Linked DNA regions of Mus musculus: region 2 is linked to region 1. A link is a contact called in public Micro-C data. All regions are on one chromosome and are shown on one strand. The core of a region is the stretch at or near the end of the contact, and the rest is flanking DNA. Distances in the headings are between cores, read along the strand shown.

What was found. Hi-C and Micro-C count contacts between places; a contact is called where the count stands out from the background.
Region 2: a Micro-C map of the G1E-ER4 cell line shows a contact between it and region 1, with 6 times the contacts expected there. The contact joins two enhancer-like sites. A contact is called at or near these places in 3 of 15 datasets of contacts at CTCF or cohesin (CD8 T cells, the NIH/3T3 cell line and large pre-B cells), 24 of 484 Hi-C or Micro-C datasets (the AML12 cell line, the Ba/F3 cell line, the C2C12 cell line and 17 more), 7 of 115 datasets of contacts at active chromatin or transcription factors (the HPC-7 cell line, the NIH/3T3 cell line, acute myeloid leukemia and 4 more) and 1 of 9 other capture datasets (liver).

Annotation. Positions count from the first base shown.
Region 1 is chr10:40,050,959-40,057,662 of GRCm38.p6, reverse strand. Slc16a10 (solute carrier family 16 (monocarboxylic acid transporters), member 10) reads left to right here. Exons shown (of 6, transcript NM_001114332.1): 4 at 1,033-1,176. Among named protein-coding and RNA genes, the nearest start is that of Mfsd4b1, 29 kb to the right of the region's middle. Within about 2 kb of position 4,137, at least 23 of the 459 cell types and tissues checked have an H3K27ac peak or open chromatin away from gene starts, as enhancers often do. A contact at or near this core is called in the G1E-ER4 cell line and liver, where this site is marked.
Region 2 is chr10:40,173,649-40,180,352 of GRCm38.p6, reverse strand. Gm31992 (a long non-coding RNA gene) reads right to left here. Exons shown (of 4, transcript XR_871594.1): 4 at 4,513-4,770. Among named protein-coding and RNA genes, the nearest start is that of Gm31992, 13 kb to the right of the region's middle. Within about 2 kb of position 2,517, at least 38 of the 459 cell types and tissues checked have an H3K27ac peak or open chromatin away from gene starts, as enhancers often do. A contact at or near this core is called in the G1E-ER4 cell line and liver, where this site is marked.

The DNA of each region.
Region 1 (6,704 bases), core at 2,888-5,387:
ACAAAATATGCTTCCTGGCTATCTGTGGCTCAGAGGTCACCATAGACACCATTTTACTAACCTTTAGGAGAAGAGAAAGACTCTTTATTTCCCTCCCCCATCTTCTACTGCACAGCCAGTATCCAAAAGATCCCGTGTAAAAGGATGGTCAAAATAAATATCTGTTCATTAACTGTATGCTAGCCACTCCTCCAAGGTGGTGTTAGTGTTGGCTAAGGCTAGGGTTTTGCATGTGCTTTGCAGGTGTGTCAGACTGTCCTAATTTTTAACTTCTCTATGCATATGTTTTACTTGATTCTTATAATCACCCTTGAAATAGCTACTGTTGCTCTCTCCATATTGTAGACAAACCGAGATCCTAAATCATAGCTCAGCCATGGGGCTTAGGTTTGGCAGTCTGAGAGATCTGACCACTACAGATTGTTTTGTGTCTGTATTTACTGGCATGGCACACGGAACTTACACTTCCATGTAGGAAGCTCTGGTAGGACATATTGCAAGGGCATCAGTTTTGTTCTGGTTCCCAGAAGAAATAAAACTCCAAAGATGACCTTCAGCCATCTTCCAGGGGGCAGGTAATCTTCCAGGTCTCCAGGCTCCTTTAAACAAATAGTGTGTGCTGACCGATCTGTTTACTAAAAATAATAATTATGGTAATAACTCATCTTTTGAAGTTTTGGTCTTCTGAGTCAAGGTCTTGCTGTACAAGCCAGGCTGCTCTGGATTGTACTATGCAGCCTTGCATTCTTAAACATTCCCTAGTCTGCCAAGGGCTGGGATTCCAGCGTGTGCCACCACCCTCAGGAAACTCATTCCGCTTGTGCAAGCTAAATCACGATAGATTTTCTTGATATGTTTTTCTAGATCACGGACTTATCACAGGAGCTGCTTTTAAATGTTTTGATTTTGAAGGGGGGTTGGAGTAACATTGTGGAGGGAGACAGAGCACATTTGATGTTTAATGATGCAGGCCTCCAGTCTTGTGAGGTTGCCTCCTGTACTCAGTGCAGTTTCCTTTTTCTTGACCTACAGATGAACCATGTAAAGGAAAGGTTTCAAGATGTAAACAACAAAGAGGTGCTCTTCATGTGCATTGGCATCACTTCAGGAGTTGGACGGCTTCTCTTTGGCCGCATTGCTGACTATTTGCCCGGTGTGAAGAAGGTCTACCTCCAGGTACTCTGGGCTCTCCTTCCCCTGTAGATGCAGGTTTGCCTACAGGTCCTCTCTGGGCACTCCTTCCCCTGTAGATGCAGGCTTGCCTGAAGGTCCTCTCTGGGTGCTCCTTCTGTAGCAGACTTCGTTCCTTGCACCTAGTGGTGCACTTGCACTAAATGTACCTATATGCATATATGCTGTAAAGATGTTAAATGCATTATAGAATAGAACTTCTGTAGACAGGTATTCTTTTCTTCTTTTCTTTTTTTGTTTGTTGAGACAGGATTTCTCTGTGTAGCCCTGGTTTTCCTTGAACTCACTTGGTAGACCAGGCTGGCCTTGAACTCAGAGATCTGCTTGCTCTTCCTTCTAAGTGCTGCATTTATGAGCTTGCTACTGTTACCAGCTTGCATATAGATTTTCAAGGACAAAGTAATCAGATTGCCTGCTAGGTGATATGGAGTGTGCTTAAACAGATTTTGATTCCAAGATTATTATTGACGGTCAGCTTGTAGTTGACTTGAGTCTTTCTTACCAGAACTCTGCAGCTTGCTAGATGTTGCAGAGCTCAGCACATTCTGTGATCCCTGGTTAGTAGTCAAAGGTCTTAGGGGACATGATAGTACAGTATTACAGCTCAGTGCGATAACAACTCCCTGGGAAAAAGCTGAATCACTAGTGAGGGTCTAAAGAGTATAAAGACATGAGAGCTACTTAAAGAGCTGGGATGTAACTTAGTAATAGCGCTTACCTTACACGCACACAGCCCTGCTTTGTTCCCTAGCATCACAGAAAAGTGGTTTTCTATAAGTGAGTAGGTAACTAGATGGAGACAGACGGAGATAAGGAAGAGAAGAAAAGAATGTCCTAAGGAGGGAAACCACAGGGTCCATAGATGTGTATATGTGTGTGCCTGGGAAGCTGGGCGCTTGAAAGGCATAAAGGAAGAATAGTAGAGGGTATAGCTGGAGTAAAGCCGGGTTAAGAAGACATTTATGGGCATGAAACTTGATGACCTTCCACACATAATGCTGCATAGAACCCTAGCATCGGGGACAGGGCGGGGGTGGGGTGGGGGGTGGGGGGTGGGGCATAGGCAAGAAGATCAACACAAGTTCAAGGCCAGACTGCTCTACATAGCAAGTTCCAAGCCAGCTGGGGTTACACAGCAAGACCCCACTTCAAAAAACACAGCCAAACAAACAAAAATGAAAGGGGATGAATGTTATTCGTCAGTCTACCTCAAGTCACTGTAGAGTTTTAAGGCAGGTACTGACATGAGCAGTGTTTTATGAAGATCAATATGGAAATTGGGAAGGAAAGAATGCAGTGGAGAATGGAGCAGCAGGAGTTGACAGTTACAAAAGGCCACATGTTGAATGGTTCCATTGATCTAAAATGTCTAGAATAGGCAGATCACTAAGAAGGTAAATAGGTGGTGGTTGGGGGAGTTGATAGTTTCTTTCAGGGGTGGTGAAAATGGTCTAAACTAAGATACGAATGTTGGTCTAATAATACACATAAGCTGGGTGGGGTTTATAGCAGCATTTAGAGGCAGTGACATGTTGCACAGATGTAAATTGGAAGTTGCTGATGGGGTCTAGATAGGAAAAAAACAAGGGAAAGCCATTGGGATCAAGCAGTAAATCAAAGGTACAGAGAGCAGGTGCCCGATGGAGCCACTTACGCTGGCCACACCCGAGATCTGTCGCTTGGCTAATGGTGGTTTCATCATCCTGTGAAATTAGAAACTCAGTAAATCCAAGGAAGACAGACTGTTTGTCTTTGCCACATTTGTGTATGGTACCTGTAAAACAGCCAAGTTGAGCTTGGAGCTCGTGGGTGGGTAGAAGCACTGTGGGACTTGAGCATTCAGGCTGCCAGGGAACTGCGAGGAAGGGACCAGGTTGGTAAGAAACATCTGGGAATAGAGTGCTCCTAGGGATATCAGGAACTAGTGGAGTGACTGAGTAAGAGGCCATCGGTGGCCACACAGATGAGTAAATGGGAATATAGGGAACCACATCCAAAGGACGGAAAAGGAGAGCCAGAAAGGGAGTGGAGGATTGATCATGACAAGTTGTGTGAGCAGTCTCATAAAAGGTGAAGTCTGGGAGCAGGAAAATACGTGGCACGGGTGTGCATTACAGATAAAGTACCTTCCCTTAGTCAGCTATAGTAATGCCTTGTACACGTTTAAGTAGTTACATTAGCAACACTGTGATGACCTAGATGATGAACGGAGTGTTCCACATGCACCATCTCCAGTCCTTGCCTGGCCCTTCAAGGAAGGCATAGTTCTTTGCTTCCACTTACAGATATGAACACTTGGGAACAGGGTCTGCCTTGCTGTGGGTCCAAGCAGACAGTCATGGGCCAGCATCTGTTACACAGCTAGAAGGAGGTGGAGACAGCGGCTGCCATCTGCCTCCTCCCACCAGTACTGGGAGTGAGATCCAGGCCTCGTTCATATTTATGTACTCTTATTAAATGTAGAGCCAAGTTGGGCACAGTGAAGCAGGCCTCAAATTCCAGCACTCGGGAGGCAGATGCAGGCAGATCTCCAAGTTCAGGGCTGGCTTGGTCTATGTAGTAAATTCTAGGACAACCAGGGCTATGTAGAGAGACCCTGTCTCAAAAGGGAGGGGTTTTGAAACAGCTCCATGAGTACAGCTATGGGCCTCAAACCTGATGGCCTGAGACTGATGCCCAGAATTTAGGGAAAGGAAGAAGGAAGAGCAGTACTCGACTAAGTTGTCCCTGGTCTCCACATGTGCTCTGTGGCACATACTACCCCCAACCCTACACACCCTGGGCAAGGCAGCTCACACCTGGATCCAGTACTCATGGGGCAGGGTTGCCAGCCATGCCAGGCCAGCCTGGCCTTCAGATTGAGACTCTGTCTCAAATAGTATGGAAGTCTTTATTTTACGACAGTCTTTCCACTCTTTATAATACTTCATTGTAGATAGACTTAACTAGCATTTTGCTGATCAGTTAGGTTTGTTTTCTAATGTCGAGATGCCCTCTTCTGGACATCTGTTGCACTGAAGACTTTCAGCTTTCATTTTGTAAAAATAATTCTGAATACTTCCTATGCTCTTAGACATTAGCCCAGGTAGAGTGGCACAAACAGGACAGACAGGGTCCCTGGGTTCTTAGCACAGCTCATAGCTGGGAAAAGTTAGGTGGTTTTAGACCTAGCAAAGGAGACTGGAATGGAGGAAGGTGGGAAGATGGGAAAGGGCAGTTATCCATGTCTTCAGAACCAAGATTGGAGATTTTACCTTACTGGAGAATGTTGGTATAGTTTTCAGTAATTTAGGGTTGGTAGCTAATTGGCCCACAACTGTCACACAAACATGTCCTGGTCTGCCTTGAACTTGTCTTGCGGTCTGGAAGGTGAGGAAGAAGCCAGCCATCTTGGAAATTTGCCACCTTTATTACCTACATATGGTCCCTCTCCTGCCTACTGAGGTGTTTGTCAAACTCCTAGTCCTCATATGGACAACATGTCCATATGTGTGGACTCAAGTGCCCTGGACTCTTGTGCTCATCCTGCGTGGGGTACAGAATGGGCTGAGGGTAGGAGGGCTCATGTTCATGTCCGGCTTCGTGTGTAAACTCTCTCTTCCTTTGAAAATGACAGTGTTGCTTAAGCTGTTTTTCATTTACTTATCACCAACATTTTACATGAGGGTATGGAGTTTACCAAATGTTTAGATAGAATCCAAGTACTTAACTCTGCCCAGACTGAATCAGAGGCCCTGCAGTCTCATTTCGGCTGGCACTGCTTTGTGTGGCCTGTTCTGTGCAGAAAGTCAGCCATGTTCCCTCACTCTCCTCCTGTATAGGAAGCACCTCCACAGCACTGCCGGCCCTCAGCGTCAGGAGCATCAGTCAGTCAGTGCCGGATGAACAGCCCTCGCCGCCTCTCCCGTGGCCACAGCCTGGTTTGGTTTGCAGCCTCCTGGCCAGAGGCTGTGACTGTCTGGAAACATTGTGTTAAGTAAGGGTGTTAAGGGCAGCAACTGAATCTGACTTGGTCAGATCAGTGATGGATCTGCCTGGAAGGATGCTTATGCTCGCTCAGGTGGAGCTTAGCTTCCCATGGAGCCCAGGGTCTGAGGAGAATAGGTCAGTGTTGTCTCTCCACAATGCTGTGCTTAGGAGAAGAAAAAAAAAGCTTGTGTAATGAAAAACTCATTTGTCTTCCAAACCAGGTTCCGGTATTGACAGATCAATATTTGTTCTGCATATTTGATATTTATTTGCAAATGATAAGGAAGTACTGATCCTCCTGTGTGGACCATTTATCAAACCTTGACATGTGCTTCCTGTGACCAGGAATCTCTGCACAAAAAGGACAAATATTTATTCCTCACAGCAGTTACATTCTGACCAGCTTGGACATAAACTCTACAGGGAACTAGCATTTTCCTCCCTTATCTCCTTAGTTACTGCCGAGGCAAAACACGGCTCTCAACTCAAAAAGAGTAATGTATTCTGGAGCTAAACATGAGTGACCGTGGTTCCAGAACATAGACTAGGTTAGTCCAAATTCCATGCTTCTAAGTGGGGATGTTTGGTGAGGTGTTTACCGCAGCGGAGCATTCTTAAAGCATGCCACTTTTCAGACGTGTTAGAAACATCAGGCAGGTAGATTAAAGCCAAGGGAGGAAATGGAAGCTCCAGGCCTCACGCCCTATCTCAGGGCATTCACAGCCACTTGGTCGGTGGCATTGGTACACTGAAGACAGTCACAAAGATATTAGCTCACACATAGAGGAGGGCAGGAAATGTCTACAAAAGAGCTAACAGTGGCTCTGGACTTGTAACATTCTAACTCCAACATTGTTGAAGTCCTAATAAGTTAGTTGGCCTTGGGCATTTCTGGTGGGGGGTGATGGGGAGTCAACTTCTTCCTGAGAACTTTCCTTCAATACAAATAAGGTAAAAGGGGGATGGAGAGATGGCTTAGAGGTTAAAAGTACTGACTACTCTTCCAGAGGTCCTGAGTTCAGCTCCCAGCAACCATGTGGTGTCTCACAACCATCTGTGATGAGGTCTGATGCACTCTTCTGGTGTGTCTGAAGACAGCAACGTGGACAGTGTACTCATATACATAAATAAATAAATCTTAAAAACAAAAGACTTAAAAACACACAAACAAGGTAAAAGGAACTAGGCATTGCTCTGAAGTGCTCAAGGAAGTGCTGTCTGTGTGAAGAACCTTGGAGTTCAATCCTCAAAGGAATACAAATTTATTTTATTAAATTAATCTTATCCTTTTTCATTCTGTATGTATATTTTCTCTGCATGTATACCTGTGCAGCACAAACATGCCTGGTGCCTGCAGAGGCCAGAGAGAGCATCAGATTCCCTGAAACTGGAGTTACAGATGTTTGTGAACTTCCATGTGGGCCCCAGGAATAGAACCCAGGTCTTCTGGAAGTGCAGCTAGTGCTCTTAACCACTGAGCCATCTCTCAGTTCCAAGTTAATAAGTCTTACAGTAGGCATGATAGTACATCTGTATTACTGTAC
Region 2 (6,704 bases), core at 1,268-3,767, 120 kb before region 1:
TCTAATGACTCTAGTTTCTGTCAAGTTGACACACAGCCAGCCAGTACATGGACCTCAGAATGAGATAGGCATAAGGAAATGGCCAAATAAGGGAATAGACCTTAGTGACTAGCTTGAGGAATGTAATTTAAGGTTTAGCAATCGAGAGGGAAACAAGAAGAGAGAGATCTGTCAGTGTCATGTTTGCAATGCTTGGGCCTGGTAGAGAGCCAGTCATTCCAGGCCATCCAGGCCTCACATTGAGACCCTGTGTGAATGAAAGGCTGGCCTGGCTCTGTTCTCCTACATTCTGATTCAGAACTATTTTCTTCTTATTTTTTGTCTTTCCTTCAAGATGCGGGAGGACCTAAGTTTTATTTTATTTTACTTTAACTTTAGGTTTCCTTACTTTCTTTAAAACTTCCTTTCCTCCCATGTAGCTGACCTCACAGGACTGACTCTTTTTCTTCTAAGACAATGATCCTCAAGCTTCAAAGATGAGATAAAATGATAACATAAGGGGGTGGGGCAGATGGCTCCTCGGGTGGAGGATAAAGAGGTTCAAGGTTCGCTGCTGCAGGTACCTTTGCATCCTGGTCATCGCAGACACAGAAGATGGAGAAGCTGATGCAGTTGCTTCCCGTTGGTCTGCCAGGGATGGAGCTGAAATGAACTGGAGTCTTGTTTGAACTCTAGTAAAACCACAAGAAAACCTCAAAGTTAACAACGTGAACAAAGGTGCAGGCAGTTCTGTTTCCTACCAACAGAGGAAGAAAAAGAACAGCATTTCTTTGCTTGGGGATTAAATTGCTTTTGTTTTTGAGTCAGGGTCTCACAATGGCTAGAGTGGAGCTTGCTGATCCACCAGGCTGATCTCACAGACATCTTGGGTACTGGGATTAAAGGTGCGCATCACGGGCCGGAGAGATGGCTCAGCGGTTAAGAGCACTGACTGCTCTTCTGAAGATCCTGAGTTCAAATCCCAGCAACCACATGGTGGCCCACAACCACCCGAAATGAGATCACAAGATCTGGTGCCCTCTTCTGGTATGTCTGAAAACAGCAATAGTGTACTTACATATAATAAATAAATCTTAAAAAAAAGAAAGGTGCACATCACCTAGAGTATTTCTTTGTAAATGAGTACTTATAGGTACACTGACAATCTCTGTTAGAACACACAATGCCAGCAGACTTGAAAACCAAGTGATATGATTGAGAGTTAGGGCCAGGGACGAGGATACAGGTTTTCTTTTTCTTTTCTTTCTTTCTTTTTTTGAAACAGAGTCTTGCTATGTTGTGTGACTGATCTTGAACTCCTGGGCTCAAACAGCTCCATTTCAGCCTCCAGGGTGTTTGCAGCCACAGGGGTGTGTCCACTCACACTTTTCATTATATTTTTTCATTTTTATTTATTATTTATTTTCTACTATGTTGTATCCTGCTCTAATAAGTTATGTTTTCGAAAACAACTATGAGCTGGGCCTGGTAGTGCAGGTGTGTAATCCCAGCTACTTAAGGGAAACTGAAATTACAAGTTTGAAGGGTGCCTTTGGCTATGAGTTCAAGGACAGTGTGAGTAAGTTGGACACAAACTCACTCACAGAGATCTGTCTGCCTTTACCTCCCAAGAGCTGAGATTAAAGGTATGTACCACCACCACCCACTTACAAAAATGAACTTTGCTTTGTTTTTAAAATATTTTTGTGTGTTTAAGTTTTATACACTCAGATGTCTGTTCATCATATGTGTGCAGTGCTCATAGTGGCCAGAAAGAGGGCGACAGACTCTCTTGGAATTGGACTTAAATGAAGATGTTTTTTGAGCCGCCAATGCGAATGCCAGTGCTCTTATTGCTGAGCCATTTCCCTAGTCCCCAGAAAATGAACTCTTTGTTTGCTTGTTTGTTTGTTTGCTTGCTTGTTTATTTTTCGAGACAGGGTTTGCTCCACATAGTTCTGGCAGTCCCGGAACTCTCTGCAGACCACGCTGGCCTCGAACTCACAGAGATCCACCAGCTTCTGCTTCTGCCTCCTGAGTGTGGGGATTAAAGACACATGCCCGGCTTAGAAAACAAACTCTTAAAGCAATATATTACCTTCTTTACTGGATCACGGCAAGCAAACTGTCTAGAAGAAGGCTACCAGAAGCCAAGGTCTCTGTACTAGAAAAGAATTTGTGCCGCACTGGTTCACCTTCACCACAGTGTTTGTAATTCACGGGAGAATTGGTTGTTCTTGGGTAGCTATGGCTCCTTAAAGATTTTTTCCATCTCACCTATGTCCAATTTTTGACTCACCCATTCTTCTCAGTTCTTTTAGGTTGGCAACTCACAATCACACACACACACACACACACACACACACACACACACATCTTTTGGTAACTGTTTTGTTTTTTCACCTGCAGGTGTGTCCCTACCTGTGCCAAATGTCCTTAGTTGGCCTCTACCTCCCTCTCTGTAGTCTCTGTCAGTGGGTATAGCTAGGAGGCAGGAGCCTTGCTGAGTGTGGGTGAGCCCTGGATCCTATCCCCAAGCACTGAGTAAACAAACAGAAACTGCCTTGCTGGTATCTGCTGGCAAGCACCCAGGGACATCAAACAGTCTGAAGTGAACGTGAGGTTTCCCTGCCAAACCCACTGCTCTGCTCGCTTTGGACTCCCTGTCTCTGTTAATAGTGCTACCACCCACCTAGCAGTCCCACCCGGGATTGTGCTGTCCACCCTGACTCCTTCCCCACCCTCCGGCCCTCTCTCCCTCTGTCTGCTCTGCCAGCTCTCTCCTCCAGCCTTCTGCCAACTTCCCCTCACCCTTCAGCGTCCCAGCTTTTATCCTATCTATCAACATACAAAGTTTGATCGAACAGCTAGCTGCAGAAGAGCAGGAGCCATCTCTCCACTCCCAGTGAGATTGCATTCACATAGTGGCCACACTTCTTGTGTGGTAGGAAAGACTTTCCATAATCTGTTCCCAGCCTGTCTGTCTCCTTCTCCTTCTACTGCTCAATCACACTGGCCTTTTTCTTCTCTTTTTCTTTCTTTCTCTTTCTTTCTTTCTTTCTTTCTTTCTTTCTTTCTTTCTTTCTTTCTTTCTTCCTTCCTTCCTTCCTTCCTTCCTTCCTTTCTTTCTTTTTTTCTTTTTTTCTTTCTGCCTTAATTAGGGTTTCCATTGCTGTGAGCAGACACCATGACTAAGAACTCTTATAAAGGACAACATTTAATTGGGGCTGGCTTACAAGTTCTGTTCATCCATTATCATCAAGGTAGGGAGCAAGGCAGCATCCAGGCAGGCATGGTGCTGGAGTAGCTGAGGGTTCTACGTCTTCATCCAAAGGAAGCTAGGAGCAGACTGTTTTCAGGCAGCTAGGAGGGTCTCAGAGTCATACTTCCTCCAACAAGGCCACACCTAGTTCAATAAGGCCATACCTCCTAACAGTGCCACTCCCTGGGCCAAGTATATTTAAAATACCATCCTTTCTTTCTTCCCTTTCCCCTTCCCTTCCCTTTCTTTCTTTCCTTCTTTCTCTCCTCCTCTTCTGTTTTGAGATAGGGTCTCATCCTGTAGCCCCTGGCTTGCCTGGAACTTGCCATATAGGCTAGTCTCAAATTCATAGAGATCCACCTGCCTCTGGAATTATAGGTCTATGTCTACCACACCCAGAGTATAAATCTGCAGCTTCCTAATTCTCCTTAAAAAAAGAAATGCTCTTTAAAGCTCCCTGCTGCCGGGCGTGGTGGCACACACCTTTAATCCCAGCACTCGGGAGGATTTCTGAGTTGGAGGCCAGCCTGGCCTACAAAGTGAGTTCTAGGACAGCCAGGGCTATACAGAGAAACCCTGTCTTGAAAAACCAAAAAACAAAAAACATAAAGCTCCCTGCTTTTGTATGGTCTGTTTACATACTCAGTGACCCCCTACTCATCTTCCTAGCCTACCTGGAACCTCCCTTCTTCCCCAGGCAGGGTTTCCAACCACCTTCTCTGTGAACTTTGTAGAGGCTTTAATTGTTAACCTTTGTCACTTCCCAAGAGCAAGGGAATCTTCCTCTTTATAATCCCAGAGCGCCCCCCCCCAACCCTTGTATAATAGGTAGGCACCCAATGTATTGACTGATGAGAGATGTACTTAAAATGTATTATATTGTGTGTATGTTTGTGCAAGTCATGTATGTAGATGTCCATGCACAGAGCTCAGATTGTGATTCACCTTACATGGGTCTCAGGGACCAAACTCAGGTCATCAGGCTTTTACAGTGAGCCCTTTACCACTGAGCCATCTGGTCAACTCCGAGATAGGCATTTCTTCTGCTCTCTTTCTGTGTTCTACTGTCTTCAAATATTGTCAGCAGAGTGCAGAGAAGGGCCAGTTCAGCAAGAAAGCTCTCCTCTCTTCTCACCATCTTCTCTGTCCCTTCCCGCACTTTCATCCTTTTTTCCCTCTCAGTTGGCAGACCTGTGCTATGTGGGTGATGGTATGCATGATAAAATATCTAAGCCTTTGATTTGATTCTGTTCTTAATTTTCATCCCAGTCTTTGTAGCGTTTAATAAATAAGCACACGCATTGTCTGTCTCCGTTGGACTGCAATTAGAGCAAGAGGATTCTATTACAGCTCAGAACAAACGGGGAGGCGGAACGTCAAAACTGTGCAGGAGGAAAATGACTTTCAGGGTCTTGGAAGAGACTTGCTTGCCCTGATCTTCTGCCTTTGATCTTCAAGGTTCCATTAAACAAGGTATTAGCTTTAACAAGCTTTGCGTCTGTGCCAAGGATGTAGTCCAAAAGGTCACACTAAGAAAAAAAAAATAACAAAAGCAACAATAACAAGTATGCGTTGCTGTCAGCATCAGACAACCCACCTGGAGATGGTTCTTCTCAGCAAAGACCAGGCAGGAGGAGCCATGGCTGTGGTTCATAGACAGGCAAGCAGGTAACCTTTGAGTGTGGTTAACCCATGTTCCTAGGGTAACACTTGCTGCTCCTGTAGCAATAGACAGTACCACCTGGGCAAAGTGGGTGCAGGAGGGATAAGAACTGCCTCCTGGAAATCAGTAACACACGTCTCTCACAAGACACTGCTGGGCTGAGATGTACAGATTCTCTTTTCTCTTTTTGAAGTATTTGGGATTGAACCCAGCTTTTCACATGCACACTCTACTACTAAAATATACCCTGGTTCCAACAAGTCATGCTTCTAAATAGTCCTCATCTTACTAACACACACACACATGACTACAGGCATAAAGTCCTTATTTTCCTGCACTTCTGGTTCACTGTCTGTGGCAGACTCAGGGAGAAGTCTATACCTAGGGGATGAGGAGATGGCTCAGTGCACAGAGCACCTGCTATGCAAGTGTGAGGACCTAAGTTCAGGTCCCCAGCACCCATCTAAAAAGTTGAGTGCTGTGGCATGTGTCTGTAACTCAGAGCTGGGGATCAGAAATGGATAGATCCCTGGGACTTGCTGGTCAGTCAGCAGAGATAGAGAGAGAGAGAGAAAGAGAGAGAGAGAGAGAGCGCGCATGTATACACACACACACACACATGCACACACATATATACACAGAGATGGGGGAACTATAATTATAAAATTACAATATAGAGCTCTAGTTTGACCTAATATATCTGGATTGGAAAAAGGAAAAAAATAATAAAAGAAATATTTTGACCCCATCTGTGGTGGTTTGAACAGGAATGGCCCCCATGAGCTCATATATTTGAATGCTTGGCTATTAGGGAATGATACTACTAGGAGGTGTGGCCTTGTTGGAGGAAGTGTGTCACTGGGGGTGGGCTTTGGGGTTTGGGTTTCAGAAGCCTAAGGCAGGCCCAACGACTGTCTGTTTTCCTTCTGCCTTCGGATCTGGAATTCTCAGCTATTTCTCCTGTACCATGTCTGTCTGCAGGCCACCATGCTCCCACCATGAGGATAATGGACTAAACCTCTGAAACTGTAAGCCAGCCACAAGTAAATGTTTTCTTTATAAGAATTGCCATGGTCAAACAGCACACTGACTAAGACGCCACAATATTCTTTTAAGTAGCCCGACTATACTGATGTCCACAGGACTTATACTCTTCTAGCTTTCTTTCTTTCTTTCTTTCTTTCTTTCTTTCTTTCTTTCTTTCTTTCTTCCTTCCTTTCTTTCTTTCTTTCTTTTTCTTTTTCTTTTGTTTTTTTCGAGACAGGGTTTCTCTGTATAGCCCTGACTGTCCTGGAACTCATTTTATAGACCAGGCTGGCCTCGAACTCAGAAATCCACCTGCCTCTGCCTCCCGAGTGCTGGGATTAAAGGCATGCGCCACCACCACCCAGCTTTTTTTTTTTTTTTTTTCTAGCTTACTTTCAAAACTGCACTTTTAATCACCTCTATTGCCTCTGCAAACACTGTGGTGTGGCTCCCTGCTAGCCCCTGAAAATACACCAAACTTTGAACAATGACGACATAATAGGGACATCAGGAGGAAAGTAGTAATTGTTCTGTGGCTGTGCAGCCTTCTCCTTCCTCTCTCTCCCTTCTCTTTTAGAAAGGGACCAACTGACTGTCTTGGAACTCACTAGGTTGACCGGGCTGGCCTTGAATTCACAGAGCTCTACCTGCCTCTGCCTCCTGAGTGTTAGGACCGAAGGTGTGCACCATCACACCTGGCCCATTTTTGCTTTTTATGCACACACCCCTCCTATTTCTACAAGCCCAGGACCTAGTCAGCTGCTGAGCTGAGCC